3 separate regions of the Zea mays genome follow, and all the other regions are linked to region 1. The links are chromatin contacts, called in public Hi-C maps. All regions are on one chromosome and are shown on one strand. The core of a region is the stretch at or near the end of the contact, and the rest is flanking DNA. Distances in the headings are between cores, read along the strand shown.

Evidence for each region. A called contact is a pair of places that touch in the nucleus more often than the background predicts.
Region 2: a contact with region 1 is called in a Hi-C map of bundle sheath, with 4 times the contacts expected there. The contact joins the promoter of LOC100285582 here to the promoter of LOC103632658 in region 1. A contact is called at or near these places in 9 of 25 Hi-C or Micro-C datasets (bundle sheath, ear, endosperm and 3 more) and 1 of 3 datasets of contacts at active chromatin or transcription factors (leaf).
Region 3: a contact with region 1 is called in a Hi-C map of bundle sheath, with 2.8 times the contacts expected there. The contact joins the promoter of LOC103632654 here to the promoter of LOC103632658 in region 1. A contact is called at or near these places in 3 of 25 Hi-C or Micro-C datasets (bundle sheath, leaf and leaf mesophyll).

What each region holds. Positions count from the first base shown.
Region 1 is chr7:105,173,610-105,177,315 of Zm-B73-REFERENCE-NAM-5.0, reverse strand. It overlaps LOC103632658 (translation initiation factor IF-2), which reads right to left and starts at 1,366. Exons shown (of 1, transcript XM_008654414.4): 1 at 1-1,366.
Region 2 is chr7:105,448,375-105,451,990 of Zm-B73-REFERENCE-NAM-5.0, reverse strand. LOC100285582 (carbohydrate transporter/ sugar porter/ transporter) reads right to left here and starts at 1,323. Exons shown (of 3, transcript NM_001413640.1): 1 at 631-1,323. The coding sequence starts at 921.
Region 3 is chr7:104,856,506-104,860,472 of Zm-B73-REFERENCE-NAM-5.0, reverse strand. It overlaps LOC103632654, which reads right to left and starts at 2,365. Exons shown (of 1, transcript NM_001346421.1): 1 at 335-2,365. The coding sequence starts at 1,845. The coding sequence ends at 955.

The DNA.
Region 1 (3,706 bases), core at 117-2,616:
AACCAACTACCACTACAAGCAGCTAAAAAGGCCGGATCTTCCACTCCGGGACTCACTGATCCAGGAGGGACGAGTGGCAGACGCAGAAAGAGGAAAAGCTTTGCCTCGGACCGACGACGCGGTATAAAAAGGGGAGGGGAGTAGAGATCGATGAGGGAAGAAAAGATTGAGGTGCCGAGGGGAGGGGAGGAGACGGCTGCTGCTGCTTCCGAGCACGTTCCCGCAAAGGGGCGGCGACTGACTGACGGCTGGGGAGGACCGGGCCGGGCCGGAGGAAGCTATCGTTGGTTGCGTCTGCTTTGTTGCTGTGCGCGAGTGCGACCAGGCTCGGTGGGCCGGGAATGCGTGCGTGGTGTCCAGGGCTCCTGGTTTGGAGAACAGCGCCCAGCCCATAATAAGGTCTGCTTTCGAACGCATGAGACAATCCTATATGGATTTAGATGCAACACATGAAAAACATAGGAATTTAAGGAGAGAAATAGACGCATAGGTTTTTCATAGGAATTTATGGAGAGAAATAGACACAAAGAAAGAAAAACATAGGTTGGACCCCTTTTAAGTTCACTTCAACATGACTATGGATTGAGGTATTTCGTAGAATTTTTGCAGGGTCTTACAATGTCTAAATCCTAGGAAAAACGCCTGGATGAATCAAATCCAATATATAATTCTTTTACCAACCCTTTGTTCCAAAGGGGGGAGAAGAATGAGAGGCTTCGTGCGCGGCAGCTGACGACGGGCCCGACGGCAGCGATCCACAGACAGACTTGTTCCGTCTGGTCTGCGCCGTCGCCAGTTCGTCCCCGGGGCCTTCGTCGACTAGACACTGATGATGCGAAACAACGTATCTGTGCTGCTAGGCAAACATTGGCTCGAGAAAAGTTCAGGCTGGAATCCTACTTCTGGAATCTCCCTTCGATGAGATTCCGGCTGTTCTTTTTGTTAGAGAATAACGAAAAAGACCAGAGAGAATGACAGAATGAAGTTATTGTTGTCTTTATTGCAGAGAGTACACTGTTTATATATAAGTACAAAACAATGTCTCCCAAAGGGTGTGTCCCTTGGGAGAGAATTGACAAGGGTTGATCACATCATGGTAACATGTTTTGTAACACTCCCCCTAATCAATCCAAGTCCATTTGATAATCTGCAATCTGTCTTTCAATATATCATCTCCTCAAAAACCCTGTGAGAAAAATAAGGAGTATACAATATCTTTTGGATTATGAGTAAAACTCATATTGAACTCCAAAAGAAAATATGCTTGTAATCATCATGTATAAAACCCCCTGGAAAAAATCAATGATGAAGCATATAGCTTAATTGATATTATCTCGTTAAAAACTTTGGATGAGAAAACCATAACAAGGCAAAACTCATACAAAGAAAAGAGTGTAATATGATGGTACAAAACAGGTCAAATATCATGGAGAATTACTCCCCCCTGATCCTTGTAAGCACTTAAGTCTTCGCATACCAATCACCTCAACACATTTCTGAAAACGTTGAGTATGGTAGAGATTTTGTGAATAGATCAGCAAGATTATCACAAGACTTTGTTTGCAAGATGAATAATACAATTTATGAGCAATATGCTTATTAATGTTGCTCATGATATAACATGTTTTCATCTGAACAACACAAGCTCAATTATCCTTATAGATAATTGTCGATGGTTCAATTGGACCATGGTATGCCATTGTTCTCCCATAGACCTCTAGTCCAAAGAACAATAATATGTCTATAGTCATCATCTCAAAAACCCCAGTGGGGAAAATAAATGATGAGACATATAACTCACACTAATATTTTTCCAAGATAATCTAGTCAGAAAATCTGAGAAATCAACATATCAGCTGAGTCTCCTTAAAACCCAACGGGAAAAATAAGGAGAGTAGTCATACTCTATTGTTGATCCGTTTGAACTCTAGGGAGATAAGCCCATAACCTAGTTCAAATGCAACAATAGCTATGTCATAATGTATCATCCTCGAAAACCTCTACGGGAAAAATAGATGATATGACATAGGCCTTGTGTTGATGTTGCCTCGTTAAAAACTTTGAATGAGAAACCTAAATAGGTTAATACTCATACAAAGAAAAGAGTACAACATGATGTACATACAAGTTCTTCCGATCAAAAGGAAAAAAACTCCCCCTGATCTTTACAAAACACTAAGTCATCCCATACCTACTCTCAAACACCCCCTGATCTATACGATGTGAAAAGCGTGGTCGAGACAAAGATTGATGTTGCTCCGAAGCTACACGCAAGGGAGCTTCGGCGTAATGGTAGAAAAAGGAAGCGACGTAAAGAGGAAAAGGTTATCTATTCCCCATTGGGTTGTCCATAAGTCAATAGTAAATATGAAGGACATGAATGTAAATTTACACAGGCTGTGCCATGTGCCTATAAATAGATGAACAGTACCTCGTACTGTTCACGCTGACTTGTATTCGCTTGTGCGTCACGCTTGGACTTTTTACCTTCCGTCAAGCCGAAGGTATAAATGTAATTCAATATTGTTCTCATTCATCCATAGTGATATAATAAAGATACATTAGCAATGTTGTATGATTATTCATGTTATTTCTCATGTTTCATATGTTTCGTATTTCATTAATATATATATGATGTGATGATGAAGGTATATCCTTCATAACCTTCGTCCGAAGATCATTATATCCTTGGGGAAATAATGCTTCGAAGGACGAATGACATTAACCATTAACCTATTTTTGTGTTGCCTTGTTCTTAATTCATAGCATTTGAGAACAAGTCCCCAACATTGGCGCCCACCTCCGGTGTACTCACTTCCACAGCCTTCGACAAAGCACTGACCTTCGTCATGCCGCCGAAGAAGACAACAGTGCCAGGGGCTGCTACACTGCAGCCACTGGACACAAACCAGGAGACTCTCTCTCTCCGAGAGGCTCGAAGCCAGAAGAGAAAGGCCACCAGTCCAACACTCCAGGAGGAGGAGTTGGACCAAGAGATCAGGGACATGGAAATCATCCATCAACAAGTGCAAAGGAAAAAGGAGAAGAAGAACGGTGTCGGCAAGGTGATTAAGCACAAGGCATGGCTTATCTTGAAGGGCCATGTCTAGCAATCAGGCGTGGACTTTGACGAGGTCTTTGCACCTATAACATCCATTGAGTCAGTGTGGTTTCTGCTGGCACTCGCTGCCTAGAAGGGGTGGTCTATGGACCACATGGATGTCAAGTCCATGTTTCTCAATGATGAGCTAGTCAAGGAGGTCTACATTTAGCATCCTCTTGACTTCGTCATCATCAACCACGAGGACAAGGTGTTGCGTCTAGATAAGGCATTTCACGATATTTGTCAGGTATCACATGCATGGCATACCAAGCTCAACGAGACGTTGGTGGCGCTTTGATTCAATCATAATATATTTGGTTGTGTTGTCTATCCTCATAGCAAGGGCGCTTCTCGGTTTCTAATGAGGGTCTACGTCGATGGTCTCATCATCATCAGGAACAATGCCAGCAAGATCATATAGTTCAAATGAAAGATGAACGTTAGGTTCAAGATGAATGATCTGAGCCTTCTCTAATTTTATCTTGACACTGAGGTGCATCAGGGGGTGAAGTTGTTTCATGCTACGTACACACGTAAGATCCTGGAGCGTGTGGGTATAAAAATTACAACTTCTGTTATACTCCAATGGAGCCCCGTCTGAAG
Region 2 (3,616 bases), core at 74-2,573, 270 kb before region 1:
AAAGTTAAAACAGTTTTATATCCAGGAGAAAAATACAGAGAAAGTTGCCACTTCAAAACTTGAAATGAGAAGAAATAAAACACATTTTTTTAAAAAGGAAAACACCAATTTCATGGTTATCAGATAATTATGTACATAAATCAACCATTAACAGCCATGAATATGGCAGTTATACTTTCCTCGTATGTTTCGATAAAGCCACATTGAATGCATTACTTGCAAATTTTAACTGAATTTAAGTAATAATTCTGACTCCTCCGGAAAAATAACAGCAAAAAAAAAACCGTGTTGACTTTTTTCTTCGGTGATCTTGATCTAAACTTGGTTTGCTATAGCATCTCAAAGGTAATGCACAAAGCCGCACCGGGAACTAAAGTGAACCTTCGTTATCTTTTTGGCCAGTAAATCCTGGACAGCGAAAGCACAAAGCACAGAATTATTCGGCGGATGAACCAAAGCAGTGAACCGAAGCATATACCGCTGGAATCCGCACCATAGTTCTATGATCAGATCCAAAGCTGAGCACAATTGGACTGGTGGCCTACCAAATTCGTGGCAAGAGATCCCACGCCAAAAGAGAAAAAAGAAAACACGCCGCCGGATAAAGCAGGGATTTTCTAGGGAACGGACCTGGGCAAAGGTGTCTGAGACGGCGACGAGGAAGGTGGCGGCGGCCCAGAGAACGGCCCCAACGGCGACTACGTGGGCGCGGTTGTAGCGCACGGCGGCGTAGGCGGCCAGCGGGTAGCAGGCGGCCTGCACGGCTGAGCGGTAGAGCGTGAGCGCGCCGAGTGCCACGGGCGTGGCGCCCAGCGCTGCGCCCACCTCCCGGTACACCGCGGGCAGCAGCGCCTCGTCGGCGCGCTCCATGATGGCCGCCAGGTTCACCAGCGCAAGCGTCCGCCTCCCCGCCTCCGCCATGGCCGACGCGGGCGGTTGACTGCCCGCTGGCGAGGAGCGCCCCTGCACCTGCCTCCAGGGTGCAAACTGGAGAGCAAGCAAGGGCGGGTGGCGTCCTTTTTTCGCGAGAGCAGCGAGATTTTCGTGGAAATGTTCGTCGATGGAGATGTTGGGAACAGTGACCGGGGTTCATCTGCTCGCCTAGCTCGCCGACGCGTTCGGATGTTGCAATTGCAATTGCAACGCGTGCGTTCCCCGCCCTCCATTGTTGATCCAAAGGTTAGGAGGAGGCATTCAGGACGAGTCAATTGACCAATGCTATCAGAGATTTGACATTGGCACACCGCATATCCGTCTCGTCTTCGGAAATCGGAGGATTTCGATGGATTTTAGGGACCGGGCCAGCTGTCAAAGACAGAGACAATCATCCATACAGCAGTTCCACACAGATAGAGGCATAGTACAGCTACAACTAGGGGTGAAGTCAGCTCGCCGGACTTGGCCTGCTTCGCTTCCGCTTCCGCGTGTCCCGGAGCACCAGTGACGTGTCTATAGAAACTCAAAATATTCAGTCCGGAGGAACGTGGCTTCCGTTTCCATCGGCGGCCACCAGCCTATCTACTAGCTGCCACTCGTCAGAATACACTGTCCAGTGCCGTTATTGTGTCGACTTCGGCCTTCCGAACACGTTATGGGCCTGGCCCAACTTGCACAAAGTTTGTGCTGACTATCTAAGCCCATGCAAATTAAGAGCATCTTCGACATCTTCTAATTAACTTCCAAAACTATAGTTTAGACATAAAAGATGAAAAAATACTAGTTCAACCGCTCCTAATATGTATGTGCTCCCAATTTTTTTGATGCCCCAAAACTAGAGACTAGCAATATAAATTTAGGGTCGAGCCACCGCTGCCTCTATCTAGTTTTTTTTTCACACTCCCACGTTCTAGAGCGTGCTCGCGTCCGTGTTGCAGATACATGTGTGCGTGCGAGGCCGATGCTTGTGCTGTCGTTTTTGATTGGCTGACTGCTCTTCTAATTGGGTATATTTAAGGAGCTGTTAGAGTTCGGTGTTTTTTTAGGGATTTAGACTTTTAGAAGGATTCTAATATATAAAGAAACTAGGAGCAGAAATATTAGTTGTTGAAGATGATCTAATTAGAGGCGGATCTAAAGGGAGGCAAAGTGGGTCATGACCCCTCAATTTTGCGCATCTTTTTATATCTAATGATTATTTAGTGTTAAGCGTAGAAAAAAAAATCAAAATTTTAGATAGTATAAAGCAGGGGCGGTGCCGGGGGCATTTGTTGGGGTCAGCTGACCCCTATAAAATTTGGAAAATACTATACAAATATATTGTTATCTAGTGAAAGTGACCCCAATAACTTCGTTGTCTGGCTTCGCCCCTGGTATAAAGTCTTGTTCTAAACCTCTAAAACTAATAGTTAGTCACTAAAATTAGCTGAAAGGTTTAGAATGAATCAACTAATTATTGGCTATACTCCTCAAATAAGTATTAGTTATTAGATGCCCCAACCTAGCTAAAACCAGTTAACAATTTTCTTTATAGGTTTAGAACATGGCCTAGAACAACCCTGTAATGAGCCTACTTGTCAGATCTTCTCAGTCCAGTCCTTGCATCTACCAGTCCGATCCTAATCTTTTCGACATCACCTAAACCAGTTTGCTCGCTACCCTGTTTTCGTCGCCGACCCATTCCCGATGCGACACCGCCAACTCTGTCCCTTGTCCTGTTTTCATTGTGACGTTGATCCGCTCGACAAGCTAGATCTCGCTCGTCGCAACGATATAACCTCCGCCCGACAAGCTAGATCTCGCTCGTCGCAACGATATGACATGTCCCCGACGATCGACGGACTTAGCAAACTAGTAAGTCATAGCTATCATGTGATCTTTTTGGTCTGCCATAAATTCTAGTCCTACCTCTGATACCTAATATATCACCATCTGCGGTCACACCAAGCGCCGACTTACGAAGCCTTCCCGAAAAAAGTCCGTTTGATTTAATTTATACTTCTCAATTAGAGAATCGTTTTCTTAGACTCCTCTAACCGTTGAAACGTTCAATTAACCTCTCTGAGCCGTTTTGATAACGTTTTTTTTTTCTTACATGGCCAACACTCCTATGTAGCGCTAATAAGTCAGCCAGAGAAAGATAAATTGAATTTTCGTGATACCTTGCAGAGGTCACTTACACTCTATAAACGAGTATAGAAACACCTTTATTTTAAAACAATAACCACGCATTTTTTTCTAGAATAAATATCAAAATTATTTTAGCTTAGAAAAATATAAAACTAGTTTCATTTTTTTCTAAAATCATGCTCTACCTTTTTTCTTGTGTAGAACTTGTTCAGCCTGCTTTCATCTAAGGCCATCAAAATCAAAACATTGGTTTATCAAATGTTCCAAAGTTTGTTTCAAGTATAACAGAGGGGTTGGTGAAGATTACCTTCGTTTAGGAGTGACGTGCAAGCGAAGACGAAGCAAAAAGGTTCGGCTCTGCAGTATAAATGTGCCAACAAAAACAAAGAATGAAAACTTCAAAGCTTGCTCAACACGACTATGAAGAAACAGACGACAACACCCTCAGTTAATCTTGTAGTTTATTTGTATAGGGTTGAGGACATAAATGCAATTTCGTACGAAATTGTACTCTAGTTCAACATTATAAATAGAGGTAGAGTGCCATGCA
Region 3 (3,967 bases), core at 1,116-3,615, 320 kb after region 1:
TCCGTAACGTTCAGGTCACTTGAACCACACGCCTCGGCTTCGCTTGGGTGAGTGATGACAACAGACGATGCTGAACCGATCATATTATCGATGGTAGCAGTGGTAGTACGCGTTACGCAACCGTTGGGTGTTCAGTCCATGATACGCAAACGCAACGCAACCCGCCGCATCAAGGTCGCCCCGTCTGTGTCTGTGGTAAATAAAAAGAACGTTGAACTTTCTGAGCTGAGATTGCTCAAGACAATCTACTAATATCATCAGAGCGAACGCACGCACGCCGTCTGTGTCTGTGGCCGTGATTACTTGCAAACATTCAAATCAAGGAAAAACTGGGGAACAGCCGAACACAGATTGTTTATACAACAATAAACCATACAATAGTAGCACCAACAGTAGCAGTTCATCAAATTACAACTCCTGGACACAGCTAGCTAGCTGATTTTACAACATACATCATACGGAGCACTACTGCTTGACAAGCATCTCCTCACATCACACCGTGCTGCTCTTTACAACCTGTAGAGCACAGCACACCATCTAGCACAACAAAAACAGCTACCAGGACAACGGACACCTGAACGGCCGGGGGGGTGGGGTCACTGACCAGTGTGACACGTACCGGCCACCACCGGAGAACGCCGGACACAAAAACGCCGGCTTCCCGTCGGTTGTGGTTCTCTCCTCCTCCGGAGAACCAAACCCTAAATAACCCGAGATCTACAACTGACTCACCAGTGACAAGGACCAAACGAATCGGACGGACATCTACACAGAACCAACCAACGAACGGACGGACGGGGATTAGCACTAATGATCCAACTAGTGCCCGCGCAGGATGTCTAAAATCCCATCTGCGCGACGGCCGTTAACCTTCTTTAACCCTCCTCCTGCTGCACGACGGCAGTGTGGGTAGGATGGGAGCCAGCCAGCCAGCCAGCCAACAAGGGGCGACGATTAATTGGCGAGGAGGGAGTCCCAGTCGATCTCGTACGACGGGTACTTGGTGAGCGCGAAGCCGGCGGCCTCGTCCCACGGCGCCTCGCTGAAGTCCAGCTGCTGCATCTCCGGCACCGTCGGCCCTGGCGAGGCGGACGGCGACGGGGACGGGCACGAGGACTCGGTGGCGGACTCGAGGCAGGACGAGGTCGCGTCGTCGGACGACGGCGAGGAGCAGTTGCTGGTGGGGGCGGACGACGACGCGGCAGCTGCGGCGGAGGCCGGCTTCTTGGCGCCCTTCTTGGACGCGGCGATGCTCTGGCACAGGCTCTGGAGCTTGGCGTCGACGGAGGCGTGGAGCGGGCCGCGGGAGGCGGCGTTGTCGGGGAAGTTGAGGCGCGCCGCGTCGCCGCGCAGGCGGTAGGCGGCCTGGTCGTAGGCGAGCGCCGCCTCCTCGGCGGTGTCGAAGGTGCCGAGCCAGAGCCGGGTGCGGTTGCGCGGGAGCCGGATCTCCGCCACCCACTTGCCCCAGTGCCGCTGCCGCACGCCGCGGTACAGCTTCTGCGGCCGCGCCGGGGCGGGGGCCGCGGACGCGGACGCCTTCATGGGCTGGGCACGCGGGCCCAGCACGGAGGTCTGTGCCTGGCGACGCTGCAGGTGGAGGCGGGCCTGGATGTACTGCATCTGGGAAGGGCTCAGCTGGCCCGCCTCGTCGGCCGCGGCGAACGGGTAGTTCCCTCCGTAGGAGGAGGCGGCGGCGACGGCTTGGTGGAAGGAGAACGGCGACGAGGGGCTAAGTGGCTGGTGCGGGTGGAGGAGCGGACTGGATCCGTGAGCAGAGGCATCCCGGATAAAAGGCTCGAGTGCTCTCATCAGCTCCTCCCCTGACAGATCTATAGTAGCAGCCATCTAGACTGTTTTTTTTTGTTTTTTTGTTTTTTTTCCTCTCTCTCTAGCAAACCAAGAACAAACGAAGAAACTGGCGGAACCCAACAGCCACAGTAAAAACAGATGGCAGTGGTGGGTAGATCCACTCAGGACAGGACTCACTTGCGCAAGGGAGGTGTGGAAAAAGAACCTCTCTTGGCTACCAACCTAACGACTAGTACTAGTACACTGCTAGAACTAGAACCAAACCGAAGAAGAAACAGCAGATCTGAAGCCCGGGATCTAAAAGGCCACGGGTCTCTCGCTGTCTGCTCGAGGAAGAAGACGGAACCAGGAAGAACAGAAGAGGATGAGAGAGTCGAAGTCGAGTGAACTTTACCTGCGACGCGCGAGAGAAATCGCTCAGATCTAAGCTTACCTCGCTCGATCTCACTGGAACTGCGGCGGCTGTGGACGGGCGCTGGATGGGAGGCGGAGCTGGCTGTGGACGGACGGGGACGGGCGGGGCTGTGGGTCTGCGGGAGTGTTTGGTGGGGCGGGGAGGTGGAAAGGAGGCGCGAGGAGCTCTTTTATAGCGACGCGGCCTCGCCGCATTTGATTAGCGCCCCCCTAACCCTCAGTTTCATCGCAGTGTCGCCGTAATTTTTGGAGGAGTGAGTGATTCCTGATTACGGATTACTATGCTTCGCGCCTACTCCGCCGGCGAGAAGCCCCCCTTTTCCTACAGCAGCGTGTCAGCGATGATGGTGGCAGTGGCAGAGCGTGGAGAGTGAGTCACTGGCCAGTGGACCAGCGACCTGCTCCCTGCGGACTCCACGCGGTGCCATAATTGCACGGGCGTTCCGTGGAATGGGATCGGATGCGGCGGGGTGCTGCTGCCGCAGAGCCTTTGACCACTGGCCGAGCGCCACGTACTGGCGCGTATGGTCCTGCTCCACGGCTTGGTGTCGGTGGTAGCACACGTGGCGGGTTCTCGTTTGTTGCGCCGGTGTTTGGTGCTCGAGGCTGGCAGACGAGGAGATGCACATCGAATATGCTAGAGCGACTATGTATATTTTTTTTTTCTCAGCCAGGAGAATGAACCCATCGGCAACTTGAGGCCGATCATTAGGCGTTTGAACCACACCCAACCGGCAATGAACGGAACAGTCTTTATTTGGGTGAGCGGCAATGGTGATTTCCTTCAGCCCCGTTTTTTGTACGGCAAGTTTGGTCACCGGTGCTAGTGATGCCAGAGAAGAGAACCATGCGTGTCTGGAAAACACACTCCAGAGCGTCACGTATAGGCCCTGTTTGTTTCGGCTTCTGGCAGCTTCTGGTCACCAAAAGCTGCTGCGGACTGCCAAACGCTCAGCTTTTCAGCCAGTTTCTATAAAATTCGTTGGGACAAAAACCATTCAAAATCAACATAAACACATAATCGGTTGAGTCGTTGTAATAGTAGGAATCCGTCACTTTCTAGATCCTGAGCCCTGTAAACAACTTTATCTTCCTCCACACGTAATCGTAATGATACTCAGATTCTTCGCACAGCCAGATTCTCCCCACAGCTAGATTTTCAGAAAAGCTGGTCAGAAAAAAGCTGAACCAAACAGGCCCAGAATACGGTCGGCAACTGAAACGAAAAAAAAAAGAAAAGAAATTAATCGCCTTTCGCATCATGTATTCTGCGTGTTGGGTTCGTTGGATTGGCACACGCCGGCACCGTGGTTTGGCGTCGCTCTCACCACGCATCCTTCTCGTGCCGCCACATTCGCCGTTGCCCGACGTGACGCCATTACAGACCTCGCTGTTGCAGTTACAGACGTGCCGTGCGTGCAGCCACGCCCGCTGCTGCGTGCGCCGGTCCCACGCATCTCCTTTGCGGCGTCACGCACCCGTGCATGGGATCACAAATTGTGCGTGCACCGTGTGCTTGCTCGTGAGACCGATTGTCGTATGCCTTTTTCATATTGAAGCAAACTACTTTTTCACATGACCCTTATTCGACATATAACTCTATTACTATATCCATTATTGAATATTTGTTATCGACTAGTTTATTTTTAAACTAAACTGCAACAAATAAAAAAAATAAAAGAAGTATAATTTAAACATTAGCTTCTTCGTGTGTCACCTCCTTCCAACAAGCGCATGGTTGCTT